2 separate regions of the Macaca mulatta genome follow, and region 2 is linked to region 1. A link is a contact called in public Hi-C data. All regions are on one chromosome and are shown on one strand. Each heading gives the region's core, a stretch centred on a gene start, on an enhancer-like site or on the middle of the called end of the contact. The rest is flanking DNA. Distances are from core to core; before and after follow the strand shown. Region 1 holds the start of TMC5 (transmembrane channel like 5). Region 2 holds the start of GDE1 (glycerophosphodiester phosphodiesterase 1).

The links. A called contact is a pair of places that touch in the nucleus more often than the background predicts.
Region 2: a contact with region 1 is called in a Hi-C map of lung fibroblasts, with 3 times the contacts expected there. The contact joins the promoter of GDE1 here to the promoter of TMC5 in region 1. A contact is called at or near these places in 4 of 14 Hi-C or Micro-C datasets (blood, fetal cortical plate, liver and 1 more).

What each region holds. Positions count from the first base shown.
Region 1 is chr20:19,424,539-19,431,711 of T2T-MMU8v2.0, forward strand. It overlaps TMC5 (transmembrane channel like 5), which reads left to right and starts at 4,582. Exons shown (of 22, transcript XM_015125724.3): 1 at 4,582-5,124. LOC144338080 (a long non-coding RNA gene) reads right to left here. Exons shown (of 4, transcript XR_013411888.1): 3 at 6,239-6,352; 4 at 4,252-5,621.
Region 2 is chr20:19,540,612-19,547,784 of T2T-MMU8v2.0, forward strand. GDE1 (glycerophosphodiester phosphodiesterase 1) reads right to left here and starts at 4,614. Exons shown (of 6, transcript NM_001260575.1): 1 at 4,333-4,614. The coding sequence starts at 4,593. It overlaps CCP110 (centriolar coiled-coil protein 110), which reads left to right and starts at 6,613. Exons shown (of 13, transcript XM_077986357.1): 1 at 6,613-6,759.

The DNA.
Region 1 (7,173 bases), core at 3,332-5,831:
GACTCAGAAATTTAAAAGAAACAAAAACCTTTTATAACCCTTTATGAATTTTGCCAAAGAGCAGATTGGCATTTTAAGAATACCTTGTTGTGTTTTTATTTCAATTCTCAATTTACAGAAAAACCATATAATACCCTTTTGAATTTAATTGATATGTTCACACAGAGAATCTTTTCTCCAAGATTAATTTCCACAATTCTTCCACCACTTCTTTGAACTTTCAGCTTTTTCCTATCTAATTTAAAACAAGCCTTTAACCCTAGGCAAAAATTTGTATTTCCATGCCTTCTTATAACCTTTTTTTTTAAAAAAATGTACTGTTCTTATACACCTTGCATGTAAGTCTATTTCCAGTAGTTTCAATTACAAGTTATAATGGTAACTGCTAGCAATTTCTAACTTTAATTTAAAACCTGGTAAGTTGTTTTAATTGTGTACTACGTACAGCCAAGGTTTGACTCCATTATAATTAAGGGTGTGGTTAGTTCCGTAGGTCCCCAGGCCTTACCAATTGTGAAACTGGCAAGTCAAATAGTTCCCAAAACCCAAAAAGCAGTTTGTAACCTCAAAACACTTATCAAACCTAGCATTTGACCTGCATTATTTTGTCCACCTACTCACATTTTAATGACATCTGCTTTTTACCAATAATCTTTAAGACTGTTTTTATTTCCCAAAGATTAAAGTCACATGAACTGAAAGGTACCACAGTTTTTATCTCCCCTTTAAAAAATATTAGATGCGGCCGGGCGCGGTGGCTCACGCCTGTAATCCCAGCACTTTGGAAGGCCGAGGCGGGCGGATCACAAGGTCAGGAGATCGAGACCATGGTGAAACCCCGTCTCTACTAAAAATAGAAAAAAATTAGCCGGGCGCAGTGGCGGGCGCCTGTAGTCCCAGCTACTCGGGAGGCTGAGGCCGGAGAATGGCGTGAACCCGGGAGGCGGAGCTTGCAATGAGCCGAGATTGCGCCACTGCACTCCAGCCTGGGCGACAGAGCGAGACTCCGTCTCAAAAAAAAAAAAAAAATTTTTTAGATGCAAGCGCTTGTCTTTCTGTAGGCCAAATTAATTAGAGCTCTTTTTACAGACATCACATATAACACAGACACAGACAGAAGAAAACCCAGTCCACTGGGTGGGGCCCTTTAAGAGACAGGGCTAGGAAAACACACAAATAGCAAACCAGAAAGAAATGTATTCCCTAAGGTAGGACTGCTAAACAAAGCCTTGCCACCAAAGTTACAAGCCATGCCCTCAGGATGTAAAACAAGATGGAGGCTTGATTTCACAACCAAAACTTCGCAGAAAATAGAAACAGTGATAGCTTTGGAGCCTGGCCTGGTAAAAACGATTTATAAAAGAAAAAAAAAAAAACAAAAAACTTTAAAAATTAACTGCTGATAGGGTGGAGAATAGGAAAGAAAAATAAACAGCTTAAAAATGCCTGGGGAAGAATGTCTTATTCTTATGCAAGTAGGTCCTCCACCAGAGAGACAAGTTTAAGCTTAATTACTGTCTGGTAGAGTTAAACTCCTTGGCTAGGAAAAGAGAAGGCTGCTGCAGTGAGGTGTCACTGGGAACCAGCCAGCCAGCTGTGTGGGGCCCTTGGGCCATGCATCCCAGCCCCGTGAGGGAGTGGGGAGCAGCGGGGAGCTGCTTTCTGGTCCATCCCAAAAGAGGAAGGAAAAGGCCATGAGGATGAAAAGGCTCAGAAGGGAGAGAGAAAAATAATTCTTTTTTTTTTTTTTTTTTTTGAGGCGGAGTCTCGCTCTGTCGCCCAGGCTGGAGTGCAGTGGCGCGATCTCGGCTCACTGCAAGCTCCGCCTCCCGGGTTCCCGCCATTCTCCTGCCTCAGCCTCCCGAGTAGCTAGGACTACAGGCGCCGCCACCGCGCCCGGCTAATTTTTTTGTATTTTTAGTGGAGACGGGGTTTCATTGTGTTAGCCAGGATGGTCTCGATCTCCTGACCTCGTGATCCGCCCGTCTCGGCCTCCCAAAGTGCTGGGATTACAGGCTTGAGCCACCGCGCCCGGCCGAAAAATAATTCTTGATTTGCAGCTCACTCACCACTTCTCAGGCCCCACATTGGGTACCAAAAATGTTGCAGGGCTTTTCCTTAGTTCAGCTAAATATAGGATTTTTTTGTCCCACGGTCATGAAAATTCAGACTCACAGACAATTTGAATGGTGAGTAAGACAGGGTTTTATTGGGTGAAAAGGAGGAAAAGGGGGAAATAGGGACTCTCACTGGGCCAGAGTCTGTTAGAGCACTTTCCACCTGGCCATTCAAATCCCAGGTTCCACACAGAAAGAGGAGGGGCCAGGCTCCTCCATGCTGCAAACAGCACAAACTTGTGTGGCTCCTCCCAGTGTGCAGGCCGACTGGAGAGGCTGGAGATTATTGAGGGATCCCCTCCCAACTGGCTGTCTCACTATTATTGCCCTCATTTTACAGATGAAGAAACTGAGGCACAGAGATTAAGTAGTTGGTCCAAGATTATGAAACTAGTAAGGATATAGCAGAACTGGAATTCAAAGTCAAATAGTATGGCTTCAGAATCCCTGCACTTAACTACTATGTTAATTAAGTAATTAATTGAATTATTTATCAGTACATGTTGGCTGTTGTTGTCATCATTATTATTTTTTTTCACCTTTTAACATTAAAAAAAATTTTTTTTGAGACAGGGTCTCACTCTATTGCCCAGGCTGGAGTGCAGTAGTGCAGTCACAGCTCATGGCAGTCTCAAACTCTTGGGTTCAAGCAGTCCTCCTACCTCAGCCTTCTAGGTAGCTGGGGACTATAGGCCTCTGCCATCATGCCCCCATTATCCTTGATTCTACTTACAAAGCAGAAAAGTTCAAATGGACAGATGACTGTATTATATACAAGAAATTAGACTTGCCATGTGACCTCCCCACTTTGACTTTGACTCAGATGTTCACTGAAGCATTATTTCCTTAGGGAAACCTTCCCTGACACTGGGGGAATGCCCCTAATTATAAATTCTTACAGCATTACATACCTCTTCTTGGTTGCAATAATCACAATCACATTTATGTCATTGTAAGGACATAATGACATTTCAATATTGTGGTAAAAACACACCTGATTAAATTTACCAGTCTTAATTATTTTTAACTGTATAGTTCATCAGTGTGAAGTATAGGAAGTATTCACATTGTGTAACAGATCTTTAGAATGTTTTCATCTTGAAAAACCAAAGTTCTATGCTCATTGCACACGAATTATCTCCCTCCTCCTTTCTCTAAGCCATTGGCAACTACATTTCTCCTTTCTGTTTCTATGATTTTGATTGCTTTAGGTACTTCCAATGATTGAAATCATACAGTATTTGCCCTCCTGTGCCTGGTTTATTTTGCTCAGCATAATGTCCTTGAGATTCATCCATGTGGTAGTATGTGATGGGATTTCCTTCTTTTTTAAGGCTGCATAATATTCCATTGTGTGTATATAACCATAACCACATTGTCTTTACCCATTCATCTGCTGATGGACATTTAGTTTGCTTTTAACGCGTGACTATGGTGAATAATGCTGCAATAAACATGGGTGTGCAAATTTTTTTTTTTTTTTTTTTTGAGGCAGGGTCTTCCTTTGTTGCCTGGGCTAGAGTGCAGTGGCATGATTAATGTTCACTGCAGCCTCCACTTCCCAGGCTCAAGCCATCCTTATACCTCAGTCTCCTGAGTAGTTGGAACTACAGGCATGTGCCACCATGCCTGGCTAATTTTTGTATTTTTTTGTGGAGACTGGGTTTCACCATGTTGCCCAGGCCAGTCTCAAACTCCTGGGCACAAGTGATCTACCTGCCTCAACCTCCCAAAGTGCTGGAACTACAGGACTGAGCTATGATGCCCAGCCCAAATGTCATTTTGAGATCTTGCTTTGAATTTTTTTTGCATATATACCCTTCTGTTTTTGTTTTTTTTTGAGGAACCACTATACTGTTTTCCACAGTGGCACCCATTTTGCATTCCCACTAACAGTGCACAATTTCTCCACATCCTCATCAACACTTATTTTTTGTTTGTTTGTTTTTGTTTTTTGATAGTGGCCAGTCTAGTAGATGTGAGGTGGAAATGTTGCAGGATTTTTTTTTTTTTTGAGATGGAGCCTCGCTCTGTCGCCCAGGCTGGAGTGCAGTGGCCGAATCTCAGCTCACTGCAGGCTCCGCCTCCCGGGTTTACGCCATTGGTGGGATTTTTAAGGAATCAGAGAGACCGATGGGGTTCAGGAGGATATTTATTAATTATTTAGGTGCACTGGCCCAGTCGGATTAACATCCAAAGGACTGAGCGCTGAACAAAGAGTTAAGTTACCTTTTAAGCATTTCGTGGGGGTAGGGAGATCTGTGCAGGGGGAAGCATACTACAGAAGCGAGAATCAAAGGCAGTTATTCAACTGAGACATGTGTTACATCATTTCTTACTTTTCAAGGAGAAACATGTTTTGTGACTTGAGTTTATCTGTCTAGTGACATTGCAGCTACACAGCTAGGGAATCAGGGGCTTCACAAGGCCTGGGAAGGGAGGAGAGATAAGGCTCACTAGCCACAGAAAAATAGGCGTTTTTAAAGGACTCCAGCTCTTTTTCTTTCTCAGGGGGAACCGAGTTTTCTTACATACAGCTGAGTTTCTGCTTACGCACTCTTTAATTTCTTTTAATTCCTGTTCCAATATCTCATTATGGTTTTGATTTGCATTTATCTCGTAGTTAGTGATAATCATGAGAGGACTTGTATTTCCCTTAGGATTAGATGATGTGGCTCTTGGCCAGAGTTTTGGAGAGCGCAACCCTGGCCCGTGCGCCTGCTGGGTCCTCCGAGTTCTGCAACCGGCCTGCGCGGCATCTGGTGGCCTCCGGGTAAGGCTGGCTCACGGAAAGAAAGAATGAATGCAGACTACGGGCAGTGGATAGAGGTCTCGGATGCCAGCAGGCCTCCCAACCCAACAGGAACTGGCTCAATTCCCAGAAGAAAGCGATCGGCCCCCGAGGCAGGAAGGCCGTCTCTGGAGCAGGGCGCGCCGCCTGCGGGCTGCCCCAGGCCGGGGTCGACTAGAGGGCCAGCGCACGCAGCGGCAACAGGAGCGCCAAGAGGTGAGGCGGGTTCGCCAGGAGTGGGGCCAGCGCCCGGGCTGCCAGCCGAGCAGGGGTGTCTTGGCGGAGCCCCCTCGCCGGCTCCCAGAGAGTCTGGGAAGAACTGGGCGGGGTGTCCCCAGCGCTGGGCCCCCAAGCGTGGCAGCAGTGGCCGGGAGCGGGGAGCGAGCGGGGTGTGGCGCCAGAGTGCAGGGAAAAACACCAGGCGCGGGAATCCGGGAGCACGTAGAGGGCTGCGGCTCCAGCCTCAGACAGCCGCGTTCGGACCCTTTGCATTTAAGAAAGCTTCCGGGGAATGCACACGGCGGGACCACCGCCCTCGTGCAGCCATCCCCGCAGGTGCAGGAAGAAAAGAATAATCGATGCCCAATCCGGTGAGTTTTTTTATCTGAGCAGCGGCCTGGGTCAGAGCGAACATGAGTTTTGGAAGCGAACTGTTCGTGTGTTGTGCACCTCTGGACAGGTTACTTATCCTCTCTGGGATCCAGTTTCCACACCTGTTTAAAAAAGAAAGAAAGAAAAAAAATGGTTAAAATTAGACTTCCCTCACAGAGATTCTGTGAGCCTTGTTTGCTTCCTAAATGTTACATGTTGCTATTTCTCCTGGGGTAATCTATGAAATAGGGTCTCCTGCTCCTATTTTACCCTTGGGAGATCTAGTTTCAGACCATTAAGTAACTTGCCAACAGCAATTAATTGGAAACTGTGGGATTTGAATTCAGGAAGTCAAACTCCGGAGACTGGATATTATCTAATCCAGGTCCTACCATTTCTCAGAAGGGTGAACTTGGGTTTGCCACTTCTGAGATCCTTTTCCCTATCTGTGAAACAGGTGCAGTAATAGTAGCTTGCCTATGGGGTTGTGAAGATCTACTGAGCTAACCCACATACGTGTCCCCCTACCAATGTGTGCATGCTGGAAGGGTAAGATTTTTTTCTGTTTTGCTTGCAGATACATCCCCAGTGCCTGGCACACAGTAGATGTCCTATAAATACTTGTTGAATGAATAAGGAGCATAAGTTACCTTTTATCCTTCCAATAACCCCTGCTAGTTTCAGACTACTGATTAGGAGACAAAAGTTTAAAGAGGTTGAATAAGTCACCCCATGTTACCTGGGTGGTCTGTAGAGGAGTCTGTGTGATCTTGACGTGCAATCCAGGTTCCATCACCTCCTAGCAGGGTAAATGTGGCAGTTATCTGATTCCTCTGTGCCTCAGTTTCCTTATCTGTAAAATGAGGACAATAATAGCACCTATCCTATGGGGTTTTTCTGGGATTTTTTTTTTCTTTTGAGTTGCTGTCTTGCTCTATTGCCCAGGCTGGAGTGCAGTGCTGTGATTATAGCTCATGCAGCTTCAACCTCCCAGGCTCAAGCGATCCTCCTGCTTCAGCCTCCTGAGTAACTGGGACTATAGGCACACACCACCATGCCGAGCTAATTGTTTAAATTTTTGTAGAGATGGGGGTCTATGTTGCCCAGTCTGGTCTTGAACTTCTGGGCTCAAAAGATCCTCCTTCCTCAGACTCCTAAAGTGCTGGGATTACAGGCATGAGCCACCAAGCCCAACTTTTTTTTTTTTTTTTTTTAATTTATTTTTTTGAGACAGAGTCTCACTCTGTTGCCCAGGCTGGAGTGCCATGGTGTGATCTGGGCTTACTGCCATCTCTTGTCTTCCAGGTTCAAGTAATTCTCCTGCCTCAGCCTCCCAGGTAGCTGAGATTACAGGTGCCCACCACCATGCCCGGCTAGTTTTTTTGTATTTTTAGTAGAGATGGGGTTTCGTCATGTTGGCCAGGCTGGTCTTGAACTCCTGACCTCAGTTCATCCACCCGCCTCAGCCTCCCAAAGTGCTGGGATTACAGGCGTGAGCCACCACACCCAGCCTGAGCCCACCCTTTTGTGGGGATTAAATAAAGATGAAACACTCAGAACAGTGCCTGGCACTTAGTAGGTGCTCAATCAACATTAGCTACAGTAAGTGCTATGACCACCTCTACAAGAGTGGGGGAATGGCACAGTAGTTGCATCCATTTAGAAGAGGCAGAA
Region 2 (7,173 bases), core at 3,364-5,863, 120 kb after region 1:
AGATGTGAAAAGCTCATTATGATCTATCTATATATATATTTTTTTTTGAGACAGGATCTGGCTCTGTTGCCCAGGTTAGAGTGCAATGGCATGATCTCAGCTCACTGAAACCTCTGCCTCCTAGGCTTAAGCCATCCTCCCACCTCAGCCTCCCAAGTAGCTGGGACTACCGGCATGTGCCACTACATCCAGCTAATTTTTGGATTTTTTGTAGAGATGGGGGTTTTACCATGTTGCCCCTGCTGGTCTTGAACTCCTGAGATCAAGCAATCCTCCTGCCTCAGCCTCCCAAAGTGCTGGGATTACAGGTGTGAGCCACTGTGCCCAGCCATGATCAAGATTTTTAATTTTTAAAAAAATATTCTAAGTCATGGTCTACTGGAAACATATACAGTAAAAAAGATTTAACATATGTGAATGTTTTGACCTAATTTCCTCAATCTCTTTCTGCCCTAAAAAGAAAAAGAAAAAGAAAGCTATTATTTATAGAGCCTTTTCTATTTGCCAAGCACTCTTCTAAGTGCTTTAAATGTATTAACTCTTTTAATCCTCACAACCCTGAAGTAGGTACTATTGCTATTTTCAATTAACAGATGAGAAAATTGAGACAAAGAAAGAGTAGGAAACTTGTCCAGGGATGCACAAGCTAGGATGCAGCAGAAGTTGCACTCTTATCCACTTCGGTTTTACTATCAACACTACAGATACAGCTGAAATTCTCCCTTTCATTCTCTTCCTTTCCTCTCCAGAGGAAATTACCATCTTAAAGTTGGTGTGTGTATCATTGTCATGTCACTCCCTTATAGGTTTTTACTTAACATAGAAAACTGTGCTAGTGAATAGTTAAGATTTCAATAGCCATTGTTATTTATTATGTCCTTTTAAACACATCTTTAAAGGTAATATAGTCAAATTTATCAATAATGTCCTTTATGGGTGGAGATTTTTCTGCCTTATTTAAATCTTGCTTTTCCCATGTGATACAGATGTACAACTATTTTGGAAAAACACACCACATTTTCCCTCTGCTCTCACATCACAACAATCAACCCCGACTTCTGGGACCAAAAATGTGGGATTTTTTCTCCACCAATAAGTAGTGGACACCAGCTGAGTATCCTCCAACTCGATTTTGATACTACATACCTGGAGACAGTGTCAGATCACAGGTCGAGGGCTTGGTCCCCAAGACTGCATCCCAACCTCCTCCAGACACAAATAGCAAGCTGGGGCCTCTGGAACTTCTAATCAATTGGGTTCAAGTCCTCTTAGGTTTATTTTAGTTTTTATTTTTTTAATTCCTCTTAGGTTTTTATGGAAGCTTCATGATGTCAGCATTCCTTCCCCCAGGGTATAGGGTGGGGTCCCTCTCTGAGGGGGGTCTTAAGACTCACAATTTGAAAGACAGGGAAAGATTCCAGTCCTGCCTTGGGGCAGGTGAAAGGAGGGCAGGAGAAGGTCAGAGAGATTCTGTTTCCTGAGGCCTGCTCCTAAGGCCTAGGATGCCTAACAAAAGACTGTAGCAAGGGCTGAGAGTTATGAGAAAGGAACCATGGATGAAAACCTATATATGTGTGTATATGTGCATATCTATACATACACACATACTTAATAGATTACAATATAGTATAAACATAACTTTTATATGCACTGAGAAACCAAAAAATTTGTGACTCCCTTTATTACAATATTTGCTTTATTGACTATTTACTCAGGTCTGGAACTGAACTTGCAATATCTCTTATATATACTAATATGTGAACTAGAACCAGGGGTTCATCTTTCTATCTCAGTTACTGGAATGACATAGAAGTACTGGTAAAGTCGGTCAGGCAGTGGCTCATGCCTGTAATCCCAGCACTTTGGGAGGCTGAAGCAAGTGGATCACTTGAGGTCAGGAGTTCGAGACCAGCCTTGCCAACATGGCAAAACGCCATCTCTACTAAAAAAAGAAACAAAAATTAGCCGGGCGTGGAGGAGCACACCTGTAATCTTAGCTACTCAGGAGCCTGAGGCACAACAATCGCTTCAGCCTGGGAGGTGGAAGTTGCAGTGAGCTGAGATTGCCCCACTGCACTCAAACCTGGCTGACAGAGAGAGACCTTGTCTCAAAAATAAATAAATAAACAAACAAATAAATAAAAGTATTGGTAAAGTCGAATGTATATATACATACATACATTTCTGACAGTGCTAGAATTTCTGGTAGATTATAAATGACATATACAAGGAAAAACTTGATAAATGTGAATTGAGTGTATTCCAAAAACAGATACACTATTATAAACAATGGCAAAGGAATGAAATTACACCCACAGTACATTCTCCACACGGGCCAGAGTGCAGCTTTAAAAGTATAAATCTTGGCCGGGCACGGTGGCTTACATCTGTAATCCCAGCACTTTGGGAGGCTGAGGCGGGCGGATCACCTGAGGTTGAGAGTTCAAGACTAGCCTGAACAACATGGCAAAACCCTGTCTCTACTAAAAAAATACAAAATTAGCTGGGCATGGTGGCACATGTCTGTAATCCCAGTTACTCGAGAGGCTGAGGCAGGAGAACCACTTGAACCCCGGAGGCAGAGGTTACAGTGAGCACAGATCGCGCCATTGAACTCCACCCTGGGCAACAAGAGTGAAACTCCATCTCAAAAAACAAACAAAAAAACCAAAACCAAAAAAAACCCCCATAAATTTAAATAAATAAATAAATTAATTTTTAAAATGTATAAATCTGGAGCCGGGCACGGTGGCTCATGCCTGTAATCCCAGCACTTTGGGAGACCAAGACGGGCGGATCACTGAAAGTCAGGAATTTGAGACCAGCCTGGCCAACATAGTGAAACCCTCCCTCTACTAAAAATAACAAAAATTAGCTGGGTGTGGTGGCAGGCACCTGTAATCCCAGCTACTTGGGAGGCTGAGGCAGGAGAATCACTTGAACCTGGTATACAGAGGTTGCAGTGAGCTGAGGTCATGCCAATGCACTCCAGCCTGGGCGACAGTGAGACTCCGTTTAAAAAAAAAAAACGAAAAAAAGGAAATGAGGGAGGCCAGGTGTGATGGCTCATGTCTGTAATCGTAGCACCTTAGGAGGTTGAGGCGGGAGGATCACTTTGAGGCCAGGAGTTTGAGACCAGTCTGGTCAACATAGCAGAACCCCGTCTCTACTAAAAATATAAAAATTAGCTGGGCGTGGTGGTGGGCGCCTGTAATCCCAGCTACTCGGGAGGCTGAGGCACGAGACTCGCTTGAACACGGAAGGCAGAGGTTGCAGTGCACGGAGATTGCACCACTGCACTTCAGCCTGGGTAAAAGAGTGAAACTCTGTCCACAAAAAAAAAAAAAAAAAAAAAAAAAAAAAAAAAAAAAAAAGAAGGAAGGAGAGAGAGAGAAAAAAAAAAAAAAAAAAGAAGAGAATCAGATACATTTACACAGATGCAAAAGCACCTAATCCACTGAAAAGCCCTCTCTGTAAGCTGTCATTATTATGAAGCCAGGAGAATGCCAAGAGCTGGGAGGTACCAAAAGTTTCAGGAGTGCCTTATGAAAAAGAGAGGGCAAAAATTGTTATGAGTCCAGCTGCCAGGCTTGTGCGAGTGCCAATGTGTGTGTCTGGGGAAAAGGTGATAAGGAAATTACTCACGTGACTCAGACGACAAGCAAAGGTATGTCCTGTGAAGGGTGAGCTATTTAGACTAACCTCAATTACTGACCAAGACCCTATTTGACCTGACCCATTTCCTACTTCATTCACACACCAGTCTTTGTTCTGTTCCTTGAAGTCCGGCCACACACTGCCTCTTCTGTTACCTGAACACCTCTATATTATTCCCATCTCAGGACCTTCTGCGTCTGCCTGGCTCCTTATAACTCCGGTTTCTGTTCAAATGTTGCTTCTTCGGAGACGATTTCTCTGGACTACTCCATCTAAATAAAATAGCGTAACTCCTCCCCTCGAGTTCCCCCGATTTCTTCATTGCACCTTTCACTCTCTTAAAGTTATCTCATTTACATGTTTACTTGTTTAAGGCTTGCCTCCCCCACTCCGATGTACACTCTGTAAACCAGGGACACTTTTGACCTTGTTCCTGGATGTAATCTCAACGTCAGTCCCACAGAAACGATATACATATCTGCTGTCGTCTGTAAATATAAAACCTGAAGTCGGGAGATCCCTAGACAGTGGGAGGGATCAAGGGCCGGGAGTGTGCCTTGTGGACGAATGAGGAAGTGGGAAGGTCGTCTTGAGTAGATCGGGGAACCCTGGGAAGGAAAAGTAGAAGTCCGAGCTCTCGGGAGGACCGAGGGGCGCGAGGCGTGGGTGTCTCACCTGCCGAATGGCCGCCAGCGTGTTCTCGGGCGCGTCGTGGCTGCCGCCGCGGTGGGCGATGGCAGAAATGCGGTCCCGGGGCTTGAGCACCTGCAGGACCCTGCAAGAGGGCACCGGCTCAAAGCTGAAGACGCGCAGCAGAACGAAGAGGCTGCCGGTGAGGAGGCAGGCATTGACCGGGCTTCGCGTCACCAGCAGCAGCACCAGCAGCAGGAAGGAGAAAGGGCCCAAGAGGCCGCCCTGGTCCTCCCACAGCCACATGCCGGCGCCCGCACCGGCACGGACTGGAGTCCCGGACCCGCCGGGCTCCCGGGGCAGGAGAGCGAGAAGCGAGGGGGAGGGTCCAAGGCACCGGCAGCAGCGGGCACCCTCTGAGTGGACCAGCGCCGCACAATGGCGGCAGCGGACACATCCAGAGAGGCAGTCGGCTGCCTAGCCAATCAGGGATCGGGATTCGCAGCGCTAGTAGGCGGAGCCGCTCCCTGGCAACGGGGGCGGGCCCAGGCCCCAGCCCCAGGCCCAGGCCCCAGACCCTAGACCCTAGGCTCACATTCCAAACCCAAAGTGGCTTAGGGTTTTCTGGGGTCTGAATTTCAACCTGGGCTTTCAGACTCCTAGGCGAGAAAAGGAGGGCTAAGAACCGTCCTAAAGCTGTAGGACTGGGAGGGATTTTAGTGACTCCTTTATCTGCCCTGGAGGAAACTGAAGTCCAGGGAACTTGGAGAGGCAGGATGCTTAGACTATCAGTTCAATTCAATTCAATTCCGTTCAGTTCAGTTCAGTTCAGTTCAGTTCAAGATGTACCAAATACCGGTCCAGGTGCTCCGGACACAGTTGAACAGGACCTACAGGGTTTTTGCTCTTACGGGACTCACATTCTCGTGGGTGGAAATAAAAGTGTTAGCAAGTACACCTAACGTTTACAGAGCACTTACCATGTCCTAGATACTTGGTGAGCAAACACTTTATATGCTTATCTCATTCTCAATACAGCCTAACAGTTATTATCTCAGGAGACTGATTTCAATCGACTTAATTTTCCTGATTCTGGGGGACTGGAAGAGCCTAGCAAAGAAGGCACAATCGGATTATAAAACTGGAAGGGGTTTTAAGGATTCCCTTATTTCATAGATGAGGAAACTGAGGATAGGTGAATTAAGCAGTTAATGGCAGGATGGGGACTGACATAAAGGCCTCCCTAGTGACTTGTGACATTTTCACTCCTCCTCCCCCTAATCTTACTTCTGCTAAGGGCTTTTGTACCAGGGGCTGTGCAAGAGTTACCTCAACTGTGCCTCACAACTACCCTTGTGATAGGCACCTTTAACCCACCATTTAACATATGCAAAAACAGGCACTGGAAGGAGGATAAGAGAGATAGACTGTAAAGCCGAGTTAGGCAATGAAAAGGGACCCCTGGACATATTTTGGAAGGCTGGTAACATTTTTATGTAGAGAACTTTCCAAAAAGATTCAGGGATTTTTCCGTTACCTTTTTTCCTTTAGTGCATTTTCCCACTGATTTGCAAAAGGGGATAAATGTCTTAAGCCTTCCAGTTGGCAACTAGGATTCAGCCTTTTTTATTTTTTATTTTTCCAGACAGTCTCACTCTATCGCCCAGGTTGGAATGCAGTGGTACAATCCCGGCTCACTGAAGCTTCGACCTCCTGGGCTCAAGCCATCTTCCGACCTCAGCCTCCCAAGTAGCTGGGACCACAGGCTAGCGCCACCCCACCCGGCTAATTTTTAAAATTTTTGTAGAGATGCCGCCGTCTCCCTTTGCTGCCCAGGCTGATCTCGAACTCCTGGGCTCAAGCGATCCTCCCGCCTCGGCTTCCAAAATGTTGGAATTATAGGCGTAAGCCATCACCCCGGGTGGGTTCAGCGTTTTTATCTACAAGAAAATATTTTGGTGAATGTTACATGTTTTATAACGGCTACATAGAAAGGGGTTATCTTTATACACATAAGAAAAAAATGGCAACCTCAAGGAACACTTCAGGGGGCTTCAGACCCTGAGGGGTGGTCCTATTATACTAAATAAGTACATTTATTAATACAGTCTAGTCTGTAGCTTGCATTGAAGACTACGTTTCCCGGCGTGCAGCGTGCTGTCCGTAAGCATTACGTCCTCCATCGCGGGCGCGCAATGCACCTCGGGGATTGTAGTGTTCTGGTGGCCCAACGGTTTTAACAGCCCTGGAAGCAACCACCGGAAGTGCCGGCCCTGAGAGGTGGAGTCGGGGTGGCCGCGGCGGCGGTTGCCAGGAGCCCGCGTTGCCGCTTGAGATCTGTAATATGGCGGGGAGGAGGAGGAGAAGGCGGCGGCGGACCGAGCTGCGCTCTGTCAGTACCATTTGAGCCATTCGCTTCCTGACAAGGCCCGTGGCGAGGGGAGAGGACCTGAAGGGGCCGTGGGGGATCAGGTGTGTGCATAAGGAGGGGGCTCGAGCCTCGGCGGGTCCGGGCTGAGAAGTGGTCTGGCGAGGCGAAATTGGCGCCCTGAGGAGTTGAGGGCGGGCTCTGTTGGGCTCCCGGGCCTCGAGCCCCGCGTGGAAAGGCGCCGGCTGTAGGGAGGCGGGACCCCGGGGGCAGCCAGCACCGGGCGCTGAGGTGATGCTCCGATGCCGGCCCCGCCTGGAGGGCCCTCGGTTTGGAGCCTTAAATCGGAGGAGCTGGAGGAGGTGGGCATGGGGCGCTGGGGAGAGGGCAGGGGCTTTTTCCTGGGAAATAAAACTAGGGCCAGAGCCGGAGAACACCATCGTGGTGATCAAATTTTGGGGGCCGTTTTTCTTCTCCCTCCCACGGTGCTGGAGAGAGAGGCTTCCCCGGGGTGTGCA